Regions from separate parts of the Arachis hypogaea genome. Here region 1 is linked to region 2. Evidence: chromatin contacts called from public Hi-C data. All regions are on one chromosome and are shown on one strand. Each heading gives the region's core, a stretch centred on a gene start, on an enhancer-like site or on the middle of the called end of the contact. The rest is flanking DNA. Distances are from core to core; before and after follow the strand shown.

Region 1 (3,452 bases), core at 844-3,343, 160 kb before region 2:
AACATTGTGGACATCATAATTAAATCAGAGAAAATCACATACTTTCAAAACACATGCTGTGATAGCACATGTAAACTTAATTTAGCGGAAGCATTAATTAGGTTCTTAAAAGTTGTGATTTTCATACCTGAATTAGTTAGCATAATGAATTTTGGTTATGGTAGAGTTGAACTTTAAGACTGATTTCTCTCTTTTTCCTTTCTTACAGACGTTCATCAGGATGACAGTTTTTCAGTATTTTCACTGAGTGAAAACGGTAAAAGACGCCGTGTATATATAAAGCCAAATATAAGAAGATTGTAAGAATTAGAATTCTTTACAAACCCTAGTACGAGAGAGTACATGAGAGTACATGAAATGGAGAGTGGGGAGGGCGGGGGAGAGTTTTCGAGGGTGGCACATAGCGAGGCAGCCGGCCATGTCGGCGGAAGCAATAGGGGGAGAGCGGAAGGGTGTATGCATCAGGTGAAAAGGAGGGGATTAAAAGAGATGGTAACAAGACTCAAAGTCAGCAGATATCGTTCAGAGATAAAGTTGTTGGTGCCTCAGCAAGGAGAGCTTTGGAGGTTGCTGATTCTCTTGACGGGGATAAGATGGCTACAGTAGTTGGTAAGCAAGGCGATTCAGAGATACCAACTGTGACGTTCACTGAGGAAGCAAAAGAGATATTGGCAAAGCCCTACAAAGATGTCATCGTGATCAAAGTTTTTGGAAAAAAATTTAGCTATACAGCGATCACGCACAGGCTTAAAGGTGTCTGGAGAACCAAAGGAGGATATGAGGTACTAGATGTCGGTTTTGGCTATTTCTTAGTCAAATTTGATCTCTTGGAGGATAGAGAGAAAGTTCTCCTTGGAGGACCGTGGATGATTACTAGAAGCTATGTTGCGGTTAAACCTTGGAGTTCTTCATTCAGACCTTGTGAAAATACTGTTGGGTCTACCATGGTTTGGATAAGAATCACAAGTTTAAACATTAACTATTATCAAGAGAGAGCCATGAAAATGATTGCGTCAGCTGTTGGCAAACCGATCCGCATCGACTTAGCCACCAAGTCTGTAGAGAGGGGAAAGTATGCAAGAGCATGTGTGCAAATTAACTTGGGACTTTTAGTTATAAAAAAATTCAGGTTGATGGTCATATGTATGACATACAATATGAGCACTTGAATTTAATTTGTGAAAAATGTAGCTGCTTTGGGCATGTAACAAGAGAATGTGCGAAAGAGAACAACAATGGCATTGGGAAGGAAAGCACGGTGAAGGAGAAAAATTTGCCGTCACTTTTTCGTGTAGATAACAACGAGAAAATGGTGGAAGATAGTCAAATCCTAGTAAAAAAAAGCAAAATTTAACTTTTGAATTTAAAATTAATGCCAAATTAATTCCAATTATGGAGAAGCATGTTGCAGCAGATCTTGTGCATGATAATTTGCAAGACTCACATATAGAAAGGGATACTCGTGCAAAACAGTTAGTAGAAAAGGCAAGGAAAAAGTGGGTAAAGGCCACAATGTGGTGCCAAAAAAAGCCAATGTAGCAATATGCTCCAATTTGGTGAGTAAGAAATTTTCTTTTGGGTCTAATAAGGTGAAGTCCTTATCAAATGCAAAGGTGGGGCCTAAGGAAAAGAAAGATCCTCCATCCACGCTTGGCTCTTTGGGAACAACTCAGGTGGCTTTCAAGGATCAAAGTACTCCCTTTTTTAAAGCAGGGCACAAAAGGCAGCGTTCTATTTCACTTCAAAACTCACCTACTGAAGCATTGTCAATGGACTCTCGAGTACAAAAAGAGCTTGATAAAGTTAGTGCAACAACAAACTTGGAGACCCAACCTCAACAGAAGAATGATGGTTCTGCGGTGCAAGTCCATAAGGAGACACTTGGAGACAGGGGTCCATCAACGTGAGGTAGAATGATTAAACTTTCCAATTATTTAATTTATTTTTTATGGATTCTGACCATTTAAATATTATTAGTTGGAATGTTAGGGGGCGTCAAATAAGATGTCTCGGGTACACTGTAAGGAGTTGGTACGGAAATTTTAACCAACTTTTTTTTATTTTGGTGAAAACTCATATTGGGTTTGAAACTATGAAAGAATTTTGGGGGAGATTAGGCTATTATCCTGTAGGGATTGTAGATGCTGTTGGACACAAGGGAAGAATTTGGTTCCACTTTGCTAATTTAAATTTTTCTTGTAAAATTCTTTGGGCTATGAATCAATGTGTAACTTTGGAAATTGATGGTGGTGGGCAAAGATGGATCTGCAGTGCGGTTTATGGTAGCCCTCAAGCCACTAATAGAGTAGAATTATGGAGTCATCTACTTGATATTGGTTTGTGCATTCAGGACCCGCGGGTGGTGGTTGGGGATTTTAATGATATTTTGAGTGTTTATGAGGTGAAGGGGGGTAATTTCTATTCAAATCGCAGTAGTATCTTTGTAAGTACTCTAGATTCTTGTGGTCTTTTTGATCTGACAACCTCTGAAAGACGGTTTACTTGGTTCCGTAAAATTCAAGAAAACAAAAAAATTGCAAAGAGATTGGATAGAGCTTGCTGTACTACAGAATGACACCTTCTTTTTCCAGAAGTTTTTGTTGAAGTTCTCAGCCGTTCCCACTCTGATCATTGTCCCCTACTTATCTGATGTCAAGGAGTTCCTATCAAAAAAGGAAACCGGCCTTTTAGATTCCAGGCGGCATGGACAACGCATCCTGATTACAAGGCCATTGTTCAGAAATCTTGGGATAGTACAGACTTTGGCATCCATAGAAAGTTGCTGGGGGTCCAAGAAGCTTTGTTGGAATTCAACTCTACGGTCTTCGGAAATATTTTTATTAAAAAGATGGAATTGGAGGGTTATTTGAATCGTATTCAACGGAAAATAGAAGCTGACGATGATTCGATTCTGAAGCACAAAGAGGAAGAATTGAGAGCTGAGTATAATATAGTTTTGGCCCAGGAAGAATTGTTTTGGTACCAGAAGTCAAGAGATCAATGGATTCGGTATTGTGATAGAAATACTAGCTTTTTCCATATGCAAACCATCCTTAGAAGAAAATCTAACAAGGTTCATGGGTTGCTTGTCAGTGATGGGTCTTGGTCTGATGATCTGAAAGTTTTGCAAAGGGAGATTGCTCATTTATTCAAAAATATTTTTTGTTCTACTGAGCCTGTTGAGTTTAATTTCATGGGAGAAATTCCTATGCCATCTCTTAGCTAGGATGCTTGTGATAATTTGTCTAAACCAGTAATAATGTTGGAGGTTAAAGAAGCTCTGGATAATATGAGCTCGTTCAAAGCTCCTTGGCCGAATGGTTTTCAAGTTTTTTTCTTCAAAGAATATTGGGATGTGGTGGGTCATGAGGTATGGCGTACTGTTTAGAAAGCATTCTTAGGTGAGACGTTAAGCCATTCTTTGTTGGAAACTTTGATTGTTCTTATCCTTA
Region 2 (3,772 bases), core at 59-2,558:
ACCTGACTAATGTCTGGAGAACAAATTTATAATCATGCACTTCAAGCTTCCTTTCTAAATTCTATATAATTCAGTCATACTAATAGCTTTGGGAAAAAATTATTAGCCCTATCAACAAGAAGTGAAAAGAACTGCCTTCAAAAGGAAAAAAACAGAAGTAAAGAATGCCATCATCACCTAATAGAACCTAGTCGGAGGGAAAACTCAGGAAATGCAATTATAGGATACAATAGAAGTAAACTAAAAAATACATCCAATAACAAGATTAGCCGAAACTCTTATCTACTGATGTTTGTTACCGTAACTTCCTCAGTTTCAGTAAAAAAAATCCACCATATTAGCCTAAAAGCCTACCCATAAGATAAAAGAAGATTCGGGCCGCACACAAGGCTTAAACCGGTCAGGTTGACACTCATACCACATGAAACCTCTCTCACCAGTGTTGGTTGTTCAAAAAAAATGTATCAACATCATCATAATCATAACGAACTATAAGTTTAATATTTCACCAATATGAAGCCACATCGAGTGCGAGGCACATACATACACTGCTACAGGCTACGATCTATAATTATGAAGAAACAATTGATAACGAGAATGAAGTGATAAACCACACAACAAATACCCAGTAACATTACCTACCATATTGTTTAGCACAAGCATGAAATACTATGGAGCAACTTATACTCTATTTCAAAAAAATCAAACCATATACTGAAATAATAAATCGAATAAACATGAAAAAAAACTGAATATAAACCTATAAATAAAAATCCAATCGCTTGATTCATATCCAGATTTAGAACTACTGATCTCCAATCACATGTGCAGCTAACAAATTTCCATTCACAACAGTTCCCGAAATAAAAAAATAAATAAAGTGGTGATTTGGATGGGTGAAGGGACCTGATCGACGGACTCATTATGAGGAACGGCGTAGGAGTTGCGAATATCGACGGTGCCATCGGGGAGGACGGAGCCGAGTAGGGTTCCAATGACGCGCTCAGCTTGGTCGGGGCGCCGAACGTAGCAATCGCAGATGTTGAACACAACCAGAGGGTGCACCCTCGCAGACAAGCTCGTCGAAGAAGAGGACGAAGAAGAAAACTGCAATACTGTGCGATCGCTCGCCGCCATGTTCGTAGCTCCAATTTGATTGATTCGCTACTCGATACTCACTGCTCAGCTGCAACAAACGAGTTACGACGGTGACAAACACACATTGCTATTTGTTAGGGTTTTAGGAATGGGCTTGGATTGGGCCTTCGGCTAATTTATAAGACGGTGTTCTTTTTTCAAAAAAATAATAAATGTAAAATATGATTATTTTTCCTAAAATAATAACGCATAATTAAGTGTCCGTAACTCCGTATAAAACAGTGTTTAGTTACTTAGGGATAATTTTATCAACTTAAACCATTTTAGATAATATTTATAAAAAACTATTTATTATTTTTCGTATCTTATCTTATCTTGTAATTTTAGATGTAAATAGTTTGTCTACTATAGTACTATGTCCTTTTTCATAAGCTTGGTATTGTTTCCTTTTTATTTAAGAAATACTACTGAATCATATCTTTTATCTTTTACATCTTATATAATTTTTAAAAAATAAAATAGTTGTCTTTTTCTTGTTATTGTTTTCTGGAAAACTATATATATATATCGAATGTGTAAGAACTTTATAATTGAAATAATGATAAATTCAATTCAAATAAGAAGGTCACATAAAAAAAAGTAGTAACTTATAAATTTATTAATATGTGAGAAGTTTTTAAATTGTTCAAATTAACAATGAAATTGGAACTTGTTGGGTATAAAGTCAATAAAAAAGAATATTACCATTAAAATTTGTAGATAAGAAATAAATAGAATAGACCAAATAATTTAGATAATAATAAAAATAATATGATTAAATAATATTTACAATTCTTAAACTATAAAAAGTTTTATAATATTTTTGTATATATAAGAAAATTTACACTTATATAAAAAATTATACATCAAAAATCGTTAGATTTTTTTCATTCGCTCATTTTTACGCAAAATTTTTTATATACTAAAAATAATAAGTAGTTTTTATACACCTTTTTCATAAGTCAGTCACTATAAAATCTAATTCAGAAATATGTACATAAGGAACAAGGTTGCAAAGCTTACCAAAAGGAGTCCGCTCATCATACCAAACTGATTTGTAGACATCCCCAATATTCCAATGAAACCCTTCCTTGAGATGCTCATAGGCACTAATAATGTTCTTCCAGGTAGCCGATGAAGAATTTCTACTGTTTTCGTTCATACCAGATTGATTCTTGAGATATTTATGCTTCAAAACCTGCACCCACAACTTCTCACTATTATTTAGACAATCTCATACCAACTTTCCCAGAAACGCCATGTTAGCACAGGTAGTATCCCTAATACCCAATCCTCCGTATCTTATTGGGCTGCCTCTGGTCAGGTGGGAGGTCGCCATAACTCCTAAAATGGAAGGAGGATTGGGTATTGGGGATACTACCTGTGCTAACATGGCGCTTCTGAAAAAGTTGGTATGGGATTGTCTAAATAATAGTGAGAAGTTGTGGGTGCAGGTTCTGAAGCATAAATATCTCAGGAATCAATCTGGTATGAACGAAAACAGTAGAAATTCTTCATCGGCTACCTGGAAGAACATTGTTAGTGCCTATGAGCATCTTAAGGAAGGGCTTCATTGGAATATTAGGGATGTCCACAAATCAATTTGGTATGATGAGTAGACTCCTTTTGGTAAGCTTTGCAACCTTGTTCCTTATACATATTTCTGAATCAGATTTCATAGTGGCTGACTTGTGGAAAGGGGTGTCTTGGAAGGTTGATAGTCTTACCACGCCTATTCCGCATGAGATTAAGCAGTTTATTTGTGGTCTGAGATATCCTAGTTCGACTGAGTTGGAGCCATAGTGGGAGTGGTAGCCTGCAGCAACAAAAAAGTATAGTGCAAGGGAGGGTTATAGATGGTTATTAGAGAAAACATTAAATTGGAATGCCAATAGTAACTAGAACTGGTTGTGGAATACAAACATTCCGGAGAAGTTCAAATTTACTATGTGGCTTGGCTTACATGATGCTCTACCAACTGAGACCTTTCGATTCAAGCGGCATTTAGCTTCTTCAGATATGTGTAAAAGATGTAACAAGGTGCAGGAGACTATAGAGCATTGCCTTAGAGACTGTGAACGATCAAAGGCAATTTGGCATATGTTGGATCCTAGTATCCTGGACTCGACAGCTGGTACTGCTCTTGAAGAGTGGTTTCAGAAGGCCTTGACTAACAATGGGGCGTCTTTTGGTGCAAGACTTTGGTGGGTATGGAGACACAGGTACAATGACATATTCAATACTGACAACCATTGGACAGACCACAAGGTTGTTGCCATGGCCAAAATTACCACAAAGAACTTACATGTTTACAGGAATCGAAACAATGCCTTTAGGTCTCTCTGAAATCGCCTGTGTTGGGAACCACCAGTAGGCAACATTTTTAAAGTTAATTGTGATGCAAGCTTGTATCAAGATTCAAATTTAGCGGGATTTGGGTGTATTATTAGAGATTCTAAGGGAGATTGAATCTCGGACTGCTCTGGAAGCATTCCCCCTGGTCTATCATCAGATGTGAATTATTTGCTGCTTGGAGGGGGCTGGTTTTAGCTTGGGATTGCGGTTTAAGGGATATTATATGTGAAACGAATTGTCTTGACATTCTGCACATCATGCATGAGCTTACAGGTGAGTA

The links. Hi-C and Micro-C count contacts between places; a contact is called where the count stands out from the background.
Region 1: a contact with region 2 is called in a Hi-C map of an unstated tissue, with 4 times the contacts expected there. The contact joins the promoter of LOC140175615 here to the promoter of LOC112715419 in region 2. A contact is called at or near these places in 2 of 8 Hi-C or Micro-C datasets (leaf and an unstated tissue).

The regions. Positions count from the first base shown.
Region 1 is chr10:26,286,385-26,289,836 of arahy.Tifrunner.gnm2.J5K5, reverse strand. LOC140175615 reads left to right here and starts at 2,093. Exons shown (of 2, transcript XM_072204141.1): 1 at 2,093-2,411; 2 at 2,658-3,226. The coding sequence starts at 2,093. The coding sequence ends at 3,226.
Region 2 is chr10:26,122,918-26,126,689 of arahy.Tifrunner.gnm2.J5K5, reverse strand. LOC112715419 (eukaryotic translation initiation factor 3 subunit F) reads right to left here and starts at 1,308. Exons shown (of 6, transcript XM_025767187.2): 1 at 907-1,308. The coding sequence starts at 1,137.